2 separate regions of the Mus musculus genome follow, and region 1 is linked to region 2. The links are chromatin contacts, called in public Micro-C maps. All regions are on one chromosome and are shown on one strand. The core of a region is the stretch at or near the end of the contact, and the rest is flanking DNA. Distances in the headings are between cores, read along the strand shown. Region 1 holds the start of Naxd (NAD(P)HX dehydratase). Region 2 holds the start of Irs2 (insulin receptor substrate 2).

The links. Hi-C and Micro-C count contacts between places; a contact is called where the count stands out from the background.
Region 1: a contact with region 2 is called in a Micro-C map of embryonic stem cells, with 5 times the contacts expected there. The contact joins the promoter of Naxd here to the promoter of Irs2 in region 2. A contact is called at or near these places in 4 of 484 Hi-C or Micro-C datasets (CD4 T cells, Sertoli cells and embryonic stem cells), 2 of 115 datasets of contacts at active chromatin or transcription factors (memory CD8 T cells and microglia) and 1 of 9 other capture datasets (liver).

What each region holds. Positions count from the first base shown.
Region 1 is chr8:11,493,279-11,499,420 of GRCm38.p6, reverse strand. It overlaps Naxd (NAD(P)HX dehydratase), which reads right to left and starts at 1,915. Exons shown (of 10, transcript NM_001190357.1): 1 at 1,795-1,915. The coding sequence starts at 1,834.
Region 2 is chr8:11,007,578-11,013,497 of GRCm38.p6, reverse strand. It overlaps Irs2 (insulin receptor substrate 2), which reads left to right and starts at 4,569. Exons shown (of 2, transcript NM_001081212.2): 1 at 4,569-5,920. The coding sequence starts at 5,068. 9530052E02Rik (RIKEN cDNA 9530052E02 gene) reads right to left here and starts at 5,648. Exons shown (of 5, transcript NR_046017.1): 1 at 5,487-5,648.

The sequences.
Region 1 (6,142 bases), core at 666-3,165, 490 kb before region 2:
ATTTGGGAGGAATTAAAAGAAAAAACAAAAAACCTGTCATGAAGTTATGCCAAATAAAGTCCAAACCACCAACCAGCACTGCCGCCCTCACCTGACTCCACCCCAGTTCTTTGAAACAGGTGCATCTACCACAGACCACTCCTACACTTCAAGAACACTTCAGTTGTGGAAGGATGGAATGTTCTAAGACAAGGGGTATTTTAGGGAGTTTAATATTTAATATTTACTTATTTTAACTTGTCCGTGGCCTAACATTCTTGTAACAGGCAAACTTCCCAATTAATATCACTAAGTTAACACACCCCTAGTTATGGTTAGTATTTATGTTAACTTGACACAACCAAGAGCCACCTGGGAAGAGGGAGTCTCAGCTGAGGACAACACAGATCAGTTAGCCTGTGGTATGTCCGTGGGGGGCTGTCTTGGATTTTGATTGATGTGGGACCTGACAGGAAGCAGTGCCACTCCTGAGCAGGTGGCATTGGGTGACAGAAGAAACAGAGCTACACCATGGTCTCTGCTTCAGTTCCTGCCTGACTTCCCTTAAAGATGGCTGCGACCTGGAAATACAAGTTGAAATAAACCTTTTCCCCACAGGTTGCTTTTGGTCAGGGTGATTAACATAGCAACAGACAGCAAACCAAAAGTCTGCACCCCACAGGGAGAGAATGCTAAGATAACACCTGAGACTAACAAGCATTTTCCTGCTTTGCTGTCACTCAACAGTATGTTGCTCTCTGTCCTTGACGATGAATCTGTTCCACAATAGGATGCCGTTGGGATACCCTGACGAGTCAGGCACTTTGTACCAAGACAGAGAGCTCGGTTAGTAAAAGGCTGGAGGAGAATCGACTAGATTTTCCGACACTTTACACTGGATCACGTTTTAGTTGGCTTACTGCCACTCCTGGTGGATTTATCCCCTGAAGTATTAAGAGAGAACTTAAAATGTAAATACTATTGACTTTGTCGCCAAGACTATCCAGAGTCTGGAAAAGCAGGTCGAGCCTGTCTGCATTTTGTTGGCGTAAAGAAACCATGGCTGAGGAAGACAACCATGGCTTCTGTGCCCCAAGGGCTTTAAGTTAATGTGAAGTCTAAGCCGGAGCATGCGACAGCAGTCCTTATATTAAGTGAGATTCACTCTAAGCACCGTTTTCTTTTCTTTTTAGATTTATTTATTTTTATTTATACAAGTACACTGTAGCTGTCTGTCCTCAGACACACACCAGAAGAGTGCATCGGACCCCATTACTGATGGTTGTGGGCCACCCTGTGGTTGCTGAAAATTGAACTCAGGACCTCAGTGCTCTTAACCGCTGAGCCATCTCTCCAGCCCAGCACAGCCAGTTGAAAGGTCTAAAGCCCAGAACTCTACCAGGTCTTTGCCAGACATTTAGCAAGTCAATCTAGTAATGAAACCTCAGTGCGCACAAAGAAAGGCAATTACCAAGAGAAAAACAGTCTCTAAATAAAGGGTTATTCAAAAGCCTTTCTATAGGTGTGGCAAGTCGAGCCAGTGTGTGGACGCGATCCAGCTCAGGAAACGGCCCGCATCTCCTGCATAGGCCCCCAATAACTCGGGGGAGCGGGGGGAGCCTAGTCCTCACGCAGGCCGGTCCCACCGGCTTCCCGGCGCTGAACGCGCAAGCGCCAGGCAGAAGCGACCCCGGCCGGTACCTGCGTACAGCGGCGACCACTGGAGCGCGATCGCGGCGGAAAGCAGCGCCACCACGGCCGCCGCAGCCCCACAGGCGTGAACGGCCATCCGCGGGACGCCCGGATCGATCTTACCTCCCCCGCAGGCGCGGATTGCCACACAGCGGACTCCCATGGCGGTCCAGCGCACTTCCGGGTTCCCAGGTGTCCCCGCGCGGACGCCGGGCCACCGCCATTGGTCTTCTGGGCTCCGCCCGGCGGCCCCAGCTTCCTGCACCGCCGGAAGCGTACTCCGGGTTCATCCCACCCCCAGGGTCAGCGTCCATCAATTACCCTCCGCTTACTCCGCTTGACCAGCGAGGCACCCAATCCGGCCTGGCCCCAGGTTAAGCGTTGTGGTAGCCGGCTCACTGAAGAACCTTGGCGGTTTAGGGACCTATTTCTTTTTTATTCTATAGCGTTTTGTTCGTGAACTTGATGGTTCACGATTCCCTTGGAGGTCAGCTTCCTTGGCAGCCTGTCCATAGCTGTGCTGCCCAACTAGATGATGTCTTTGGCCCTGGTGCGTCCCACAGCTAGGTCTAAGGCTTAGCATCTCTCAAACCATTTTCTGGCCTCGGTTCCTCGAGGTCTTTGTTGTCTCAATAGTAAGATAGGCAACCTCATGGTTACAACAGCTTACGCCCCCAAACCGGAAAGCATCCTGACTTAGTTCTTTCATACCCATGCCTCTTGTGCCTTTGATACTGCTTTTGACCTGTCTTTGATACTTCCACTTGTACCCTGTATGAAGCCTGGCTGAGGACAGTAGCCGCCTGGGTTGTTTTCTACAAAGTGACACAAACCGATGGCCTAAGTGTATAAACTGGCGTCTTGACCTCTCTGTGGTATGGCTAACCAAAGGGTTTTTATTGTAGATTGAGACAGAGACAGAGACAGAGACCAGACAGAGGCATCTGTGAGAGTTCAGAGCAGAGAGAGAAAGAACTAGACTGGACATGGCCAGGGCTATCAGAGAGGGGAGAACAGCAGGAGATGAAGGATATATAGAGAGAAGCAGAGAGAACACACAGCAAGAACAGTAAGGAGAATAAACGGGTGGGGTGGGCATGGGAGGCGGTGAGGTGAGAAGGTTAGCATGGACTTTGAAACGTGTAGCAGATAACTTGTGATACTGAGGGAGCCTGGAGGGCAGCATGAGCTTTGAAATGCTCAGAAACACCACAGGTAGCTATTTATGTATCTGTCCTTTCTGCCCAGAAGCCTAGGGGAAGCAGCTTTACAAATTCCTGAGGAATGCTAGCTTTTATCTAACACCCAGGAATTCTGCAGTCCAGGTTGAACTTATCTGGATGTTTGAACTGCCCTTTTGGAGTTTGGAGAACTGGAATTTCCTTTAGACCTAACGTTAAAGAATATTCGACCCTTTGACGTTGTGACACTATTGTTACACCGTGTTACTATTGCAGTAATTTTATAGGGTTGTTGTGACACTATTGATAAAATGTGTTACTGTTACAGTAATTTTATAGGGTGTTTCTGCCTGTTCTAGCCCTTAGAGATGCTCCTGAATAAAAGACACAGAAAACTGGTTTTTTATCAATAGGCTCTCAGTGCTCTGTGGGGCAGATTCTGAGCTTGTCTAACCTACATCTCAGCCTTAGGTCCCATGTTACTTGCCAGCTGAGTCTTGCTCTGTTTGCTCTCCTCCATATGTGTCCTTGTTGCGATAAATCTCCAATCCACAAAAGCCTGGGCAATGAAAACACAACTCAATTAGTATGAATACATGCTATGTGCCTAGACTGGGCAGATCTACCACTACACTACCATCTTCCCCATAGAAGAGACCCCTTAGAATTTGCAGTTTCTCCAGACCAGGCGCTTCTGCTCCACTTTCCTTCTTCTTCTTCTTCCTCCTCCTCCATCGTCTCCGCCCCCTCTTTCTCTCCCAAAACCTTCAGCTCCACCTTCCCCTCTTTCTCCGCCCAATCACTGGCTCTAGCCTTCATTTATAAATTAAGGTGGGTAGAAGGTTTATAGGAAATCACCTGAGTGCTGACTCATTGTATGTTTGCAGCCCCTCACAGGAGAACAGAAAGTTCTGAGACTAGACAAGGCTGAGACAAGTTCTATAGACAATTCAAAAAGCCTCAAAGGGAGCCAAAAATGAATATTTTGGCAAACTATAGAGTATCAAAGGCCAAAACTAATAATGCTAGTAAACAATATTGAGATTGAAGGAATGGTTGACACTGGAGCAGATGTCACCAGTATCTCTCCAAAATCTTGGCCTGTAAGTTGTCCACTTCAAGAAATAGACATCTGAGCCGGGTGTGGTGGCGCATGCCTTTAATCCCAGCACTCAGGAGGCAGAGGCAGGTGGATTTCTGAGTTCGAAGCCAGCCTGGTCTACAAAGTGAGTTCCAGGACAGCCAGGGCTATAGAGAAACCCTGTCTCGAAAAACCAAAAAAAAAAAAAAAAAAAAAAAAAAAAAGAAATAGACATCCAATTTCAAAGACTTGGGACCTTAACCCAAAAAAGCAAAGTACCAGATGGCTTAAGTGTATAGGACCAGAAGGTCAGGTAGGAAAATTGAGGCCATGTGTGGCTGATACAGCCATTAGCTTATGGCAAAGAGATCTATTACAGCAGTGGAAAATGGGAAACGTGTTATGCTTGAGGAGAGGTTATGCCTATGTCTCCACAGGAAAAGAAAATCTGTGGGTTCCTTCCAAGTTGATAAAAATCAGACATGACAAAGGGAAACCTCCTGAAGACCTTGGCGACAGAGAAGAAAAGGGAAACTAACACAATCAACAAAATAGGTGAAGTATATGTGGTGAAGTTTACGTCTCTGTATATGGAGACAGCTCTGGAACCGGCTGAGGCTAAAATGTCTGTATGCACACGATAACACTTATAGGATACAAATTTCTCATAATTTGTTATGATATACTGTCCTTTATGAGGACAAGTATCCAAAGTTACATTACAGATTGATTATGTGATCAAACTAACCTGAAGAAAGGTAGTCGTCTTTCTTTATTGATCTTCATTGACCAATCAATCTGTGCACCCTGCACATACTGTGTGAATGTCTTTACAGAACTACATGTTGCTTTTAAGTTTTATACACTGCAGGATGAAAGAAGAGAAAGACATCCCTGAAAAGATTTACACTTCAGGATGCTGGGATTCTGGGACCTTCCATTCCAGCTTGGCTCTTGGCTCCACTTCAACTACATTGAAGCTGTTGCTTTTTTTTTTTTTTTTTTTTGAGACAGGGTTTCTCTGTGTAGCTCTGGCTGTCTGGAACTCACTCTGTAGACCAGGCTGGCCTCGAACTCAGAAATCCACCTGCCTCTGCCTCCCAAAGCTGCTTCTTTTAAAGAGTTGCTTCCAGGACTTTTTCAGAACAGCTAGCTTGCCTACCCAGCCTTTCAGAATGTCGTGGTCAAGATGTCAGCTAAGCAATGAACTTTCTCAGCACAGAGTGACTGGAAGGCAAATGATGCCTGCTAGTTCTCCTTTGGCCAAGAGAATTTTCTTATTTCCTTTTTGGCACCCGGAAGGGATTCTTTGCCCCAATTCAGCTGGAAGCAGGCAAAGGAAGAGCATCATCCCAGTTCCTCATGTTGGGGTGGATGGCTCTGGTGATTTAATGAATTATAGATATGCTATCATTTAACGGATACTTTACAAATGTAAAAGGAACTAGATAGTTTTAACTCAGGGATTTCTATCTTTCCTCTTCTCTATCCTCCTTTCTTAGGTAAAAGGGGGGGCAGTGGGAAAGAAGGATGGATAGAGTAATATCATAAAATTATAGAAATAGACAAATAGTGATAGGTTAGCAAATTTGCTCTTAAGCAAAATATTACATAGCTATATCTTATATTAGTACAGAATTTATTTGGTACAAATTTAGCATTTTCATTGGCATGAATTTTTATTGACATAAAATTGGGATTAATATTGTTACTCTTACATAGGCATTGTGCCTATATAACACAATTAAGAATACAAGGCTGAGACCCAGTCCTTCTATTACTGTTATTAGAAACTGATTTGAGATGCTTAAGCTTGTGAGTTAAGGGCCAAATAGGAAATTCATGGCTCTGAGTTTATTGTTACAGTGTTTTCAGTTATTTTAATTAGAAATGACTGAGAGGGGCTGGTGAGATGGCTCAGTGGGTAAGAGCACCCGACTGCTCTTCCGAAGGTCCGGAGTTCAAATCCCAGCAACCACATGGTGGCTCACAACCATCCGTAACGAGATCTGACTCCCTCTTCTGGAGTGTCTGAAGACAGCTACAGTGTACTTACATATAACCAATAAATAAATCTTTAAAAAAAAAAAAAAAAGAGTGAACTTTAGAAAAAAAAAAAAAAAAAGAAATGACTGAGAGTAGGTAACAGAGAGCAGTCCAGATTACATAGATAGTTGGTTTTCAAAAACATCAGAAATCCATGGACTGT
Region 2 (5,920 bases), core at 3,320-5,819:
ACAACCTTACAATACAGACTCGAGAAGCAGCCCGCTAATGGTTGTAAGGACATGGCAGGTTTTGGAGTGAGAAACAATTTCAGCAAACATTGGGCCACCTGGCAGGAGGCAGCTGGCTGTGTCAGTTACTTCTGGAGCCCAGGCCAACTGCTTGCTCCTGATCCACAGCACAGAGCAAAGAGCATAATTTGACCTTGCTCTCCAGAGGCTCAGGGACTTGCAGAAGGTCACTCCCAGCTGTCCCTATTTCTCCTTCAGAAAACATAGCTGTGTCACTTCAGAGACATTCTTTTTTTATTTATTTTTATTTTTATTTTTTCAGAGACATTCTTAATGTCCCTGGCATCCACTGTGTGGACCCAGAAGCAGGCAGTTCTTACTTTATACGTTATGGTGGTTGTAGCATTCAGTAAGCCTTTATTTTAGAAAACCATCCTTGAGTTAGTGCCTAGGATTATCAAGACTGTTGAATCAACATTTTTTTTTTTTTGAGACAGGGTTTCTCTGTATATCCCTGGCTGTCCTGGAACTCACTCTGTGGACCAGGCTGGCCTCGAACTCAGAAATCCACCTGCCTCTGCCTCCCGAGTGCTGGGATTAAAGGCGTGCGCCACCACGCCCGGCGAATCAACATTTTTAATGGACAGAATGAATACTAAGGTGGAAAGCTATTACAGTGTCTAATGAAATAATACAATCAATGTATACACATTCACATAAGCTCTTTTTCTTCCTTCCTTCCTTCCTTTCTTCCTTCCTTCCTTCCTTTCTTTCTTTCCTTTTTTTCCTTCCTTCCTTCCTTCCTTCCTTCCTTCCTTCCTTCCTTTCTTTCTTTCTTTCTTTCTTTCTTTCTTTCTTTCTTTCTTTCTTTCTTTCTTTCCTCCCTCCCTCCCTCCCTCCCTCCCTCCCTCCCTCCCTTCCTTCCTTCCTTCCTTCCTTCCTTCCTCCCCTCCTTCTCCTCCTCCTTCTTCTCCTCTTTTGTTTGTTTCATTTTTGAGACAAGGTCTCACTAAGAGACATGACTGGGCTGTGAGTAGACTAGGCTGACCTTGAACTTAATAGAGCTTCACCTGTTTTTGCCTGCTGAGTTTTTACACGTTCTGATTGTTGAGCTGTTGGCACTTCCAAGCACAGATACTGAGTGAGGTAGACAACAGTTACATTCTTGCCGAGAAGTTATCCTGTTGCAAACACAGAGTTCACATATTACAAAATTCTTGTGTAATTTCAGTTGAAACATACTAGCAAAGAGATGCGAGGGGGGGCTCATTAAATGCAGCAAGTCTCCCTATTAATCCTAGATGGGCAAAAGTCTGCTCAAGGTTCATTCATCAGAAATGCAAATGTTTTGAATATACTTGTGAACTAAGTTACTGAGGTCAGTGTAACAGGGCCAACTATGCCATCCTTTCTAAAGGGGAAACAGACTTGCCAACATAAACTATTGTTAGGCTTCCTGGAACACATTTTAAGTGAGGGCTGTTCACACTGGCCATGTAGCAGTCCACTTGACAATTTGCTTAGTCAGCTTTCAAAGTTGACTTAGACATAAAATTCTGTCAGACACATTATGCATGAAGAATTAAAGAAAAACTTTAAAACTATATACTTTTCTCCTATACTAGCCTTTCTACATGAAAAAAAATCTATGATTCATTTTGGTAATAGTATTTATATCATGAATTTTAAATGCATTTTACCTATTTATACAATTAAGAACTTAATGAAAATACTTAACTTATTCCTGAAAGGCTATCTTTAATAAAAGAAGCAAAATTACATGAATTTTTATTAAAAATAAAATCCCATATCTTCCTTGGTAAACAGCCGTGGCACACACCTTTAATCCTAGCATTCAGGAGGCAGAGGCAGGCAGATCTCAGACCTAGAGGCTACTCTAGTCCACAGAGTGAGTTCCAGGACAGGCAGGGCTATTCAGAGAAACTCTGTCTCAAAACAATCAAAAAATAACCAAACAAAACCTTATGGTCATTTGTCAGCTGTGAAAGGAAAAGAAGGATTCTAAGGAAAAGATCAAAAGGCAGGAGGAAAAGCTGCAGCCAGGCTGTTTATTGGCAACAGGCCAGGTACATGGCACCCAGTCCCCGTGAGCACAGCACGTGGACAGATGTTAGGAGCTGACTAGTACTGAAAAAGTATGAGAGAACAGTTGGAAAATCCCAAGATACACAACCGGCTTCCAGTAAATAAGCAGCTTATCTGGCAGCAGGAAGGAGAGAAAGCAGGTTGCTCCGAGGGTGGGCGCTCGCTCTCTAATAGAGTGGGAGCCTCTCTGACTTTGCCCTTGGAGCTTCCAGGGCAGAAGAATAACAAGCACCTTGTTGTAAAGAGAGAGGCCCGTCACCTCGTCGAGAGCAGATACGACTGACAGAGCTGGTACCTCCCCTGACCCCTCCTGTGCTGCTAGCTTGGTGACTGGGGCAGCACACAACAGGTCACCTGCTTCTGATCCCTGGTAGGCAACATTAACACAGCCCCAAGGAAAACAAAGCTGCTACTGGCCAGGCTCCACTGGACACAGAACGTCAGCACTCAATGCATTCCTAAAAATCTAATTTTGTATTGAGAGTCAGAATAAAAAAAGAAAGCAAAAATGGTGCTTTTTTTTTTTTTTTCAAAGAAAAGCATAGGGTACTGACGCTGTGGCCTCTTGTCCTGCGCTATTTCAGGTTACAGAACACACAGGCTCATTTATGTGTCTCATAAAGTGGGATGTAAATTATCACAATCAATAAAAATCGAGCCACATTTTCTTCGAGCTCCAAGATAAAAATCCTGTCGTGTTGTTACGTTTCTTCTGGTTAGCGATAATGCTTGGTGATAGAGGCGGCATAAAAGCCAACGACCACAAGACCGTGTGCTTGGCACACTCACAACCACAGCTTGCACATAGAGGGATATGTGTGCGAGGGTGTGTAGCCACACACCCTTGCACACGTAGAGACGCTAACAGTGGCATCTACTGGTCCTTTATTTTTAAAGAGTATAATTTAAAATGGAAGACCCAATTCAACACACCCTTTTGAGGTTAATTTTATGATGATATTTACTAATGGATGGTTTTCCCCAGGCTTTTGCTATTCATCAATAATCATAATCATAGCCGCATACAAGCTAAAAACAGAGCAGGTCCAATATCGGCTTGGGTTATCTTGGCACAAATTCATCATTAGGGTGTTTAAGGCACAGTTTACACAAAGGGTAAAGCATCTATGGTCTTCAGAATCACACTGTGCAATTATTTTTCTTAAACATGTCATTGTAATTGCTACAATGATTTGTAAATTATGCAGGGCATTCCACCGCGAACTTCCAGGACTCAGAACAAAATAACCAAGGTTAAATTGTAAGATAAACTCTGGTCCTGAATTGTTTCATTTAGATACTTTCTCCCTAGATGGGCAAGGGTTTGTTTTGTTTACGCATCCAGAGCAGGGTTCCAAGCCCGCCTTCCGTGAGCGCGGACCATTGCCCTTCCTAGCGGCCCTCACGCTGTCAGTTAGGAGAGAAGACATGCAGGTGCTTATTTGCCCTCGACTTTGAAAGTCACAAAGGCCACGTAGATAGAGAAATTCAAAGCAGCAGTTCAAGGGCATCTTTGGCTTGGCGCTGTGCCCGCGGCCGCGCTCCTAGGTTCGGCGACGCCCGCCCATAGCCCGGGTGCTGGGTGAACACGGTTTGGGGCGCGGGCCGGGAGCGGTGAGGGCGCGGGGCGTGGGGAGGACGCCCGCCAGCACTCGCTCCCAGCTCCCCGCTCCCGCCCAGGCCCGCCCTTTCCCGGCACTATGGAAACCGCATTTTCCTACGCCAGCACGCCCTCCTCCTCTCTCCTATTACATCCAGAACAGGCGACTTCCACTTCCCGGGAACCTGACAAGTGAATGGCTCTGATGACGCCCCGGAAAGAGCCCACGGCCGGGGGCGGACGCCTGCGGAGGGTGGGGCGGGTTCCGGGGCGCCCCTCGATCGGCTCGCCGCCGGGAAAAGGCACCGAGCTGCCATCGACCCGGAGCTCGCGGGCAACGATGCTCGTAAACAAGCCGGGCCGCGCGCCTGCCACCCACAGCGGGCACCGCCCTGCGCCGCGCGCCCACCCCGGCTGCTGGGGTCCGACCGCCGCCCCGCACCAGATCCGACCTCCCGCCCCCGTTCCCCCTCCGCGGCGGAAGCCTGGGGCCAGTTAGTGGGACGCGAGGCGGGAGCACAAACCCCGCACCCGCCTTCTCCACGGCGGGCTTCCCGCCTTGGGTGGCATCGCCCCCGCCCGCATCCACAACGAGCCCCTGATTAATGAGCCCGGCCCGGCCCCCGCCGAGCCCCGGCCCGGCCTCGGAGAGGGGGAGGGAGGGGACGGCGGGAAACGCAGCCCGGTGTCGGTCCGCCTCCCCCCCCCCCCCGTGCCTCACGCTCATTGGTCCGTCTCGCTGTCCGTCGGGGAACGCGGCGCCAATGCAGGGCTGCGGGGCGGGGCGTCCGCGCGAGTGTGCCTGCGTAACGCAGAGTCACGTGTTGTTTTGCTCTTAGTTCAGTCACTCGGTGCGCGATGTGTTACTCACTGTGCGGCGGGGACCGCGACAAGCCCGGGTCGTCGTTGGTGGCAGCAGCAGCAGCGGCAGCAACGGCAGCAGCGGCCCCAGTGGCAGTGTGGGCCCCGAGTGTCCGGACGCAGACCGTCGTCGCGCAGTGCAGAACGGTGGCAGCAGACGGGCCGCGCGCGTTCTAAGCTCGGCCCCGCGACTCGGGGACCCCGACTCTCGACCCAGCCAGCCAGTCCCCGGGCGCCGCCCGAGAGCCCGGGAAGCAGCGGCAGCGGACAGTCGAAGCGGGGGGGTGGCCATCGCCCGCACCGAGCATCCTTCGGAGCGGCGGAGGGCCCTGCGCCACCGAGCCGCGCGCGCCTCCTAGCCCACCGCCTGGGCCCGGGGGACGCGCGCGCGTGGCCGGGCGGCCGGGCGACGGGTGGCGGGGAGCCGCCCCCGCCCGCGCCCCTCGGCCCTCGCCATCCCCTGTTCGCCCAGCCGGGCAGAGAGACCTGAAGCGGCGGCGATGGCTAGCGCGCCCCTGCCTGGGCCCCCCGCGTCGGCGGGCGGGGACGGCCCGAACCTCAATAACAACAACAACAACAACAACCACAGCGTGCGCAAGTGCGGCTACCTGCGCAAGCAGAAGCACGGCCACAAGCGCTTTTTCGTGTTGCGCGGCCCCGGCACGGGCGGCGACGAGGCATCCGCGGCTGGGGGGTCGCCGCCGCAGCCTCCGCGGCTGGAGTACTACGAGAGCGAGAAGAAGTGGAGGAGCAAGGCGGGCGCGCCGAAGCGAGTGATCGCGCTCGACTGCTGTCTGAACATCAACAAGCGCGCGGACGCCAAGCACAAGTACCTGATCGCCCTCTACACCAAGGACGAGTACTTCGCTGTAGCGGCGGAGAACGAGCAGGAGCAGGAGGGCTGGTACCGCGCACTCACCGACTTGGTCAGCGAAGGCCGCTCTGGCGAGGGGGGCTCGGGCACCACCGGAGGCTCTTGCAGCGCCTCTCTCCCGGGCGTCCTGGGCGGCTCAGCGGGCGCCGCTGGCTGCGATGACAACTACGGGCTCGTGACACCCGCCACGGCCGTCTACCGCGAGGTGTGGCAGGTGAACCTGAAACCTAAGGGACTGGGCCAGAGCAAGAACCTGACTGGTGTATACCGCCTATGCCTGTCTGCGCGCACCATCGGCTTCGTGAAGCTCAATTGCGAACAGCCGTCGGTGACGCTGCAGCTTATGAACATTCGCCGCTGCGGCCACTCGGACAGCTTCTTCTTCATCGAGGTGGGCCGTTCGGCCGTCACCGGTCCCGGGGAGCTGTGGATGCAAGCCGACGACTCGGTGGTGGCGCAGAACATCCATGAGACCATCC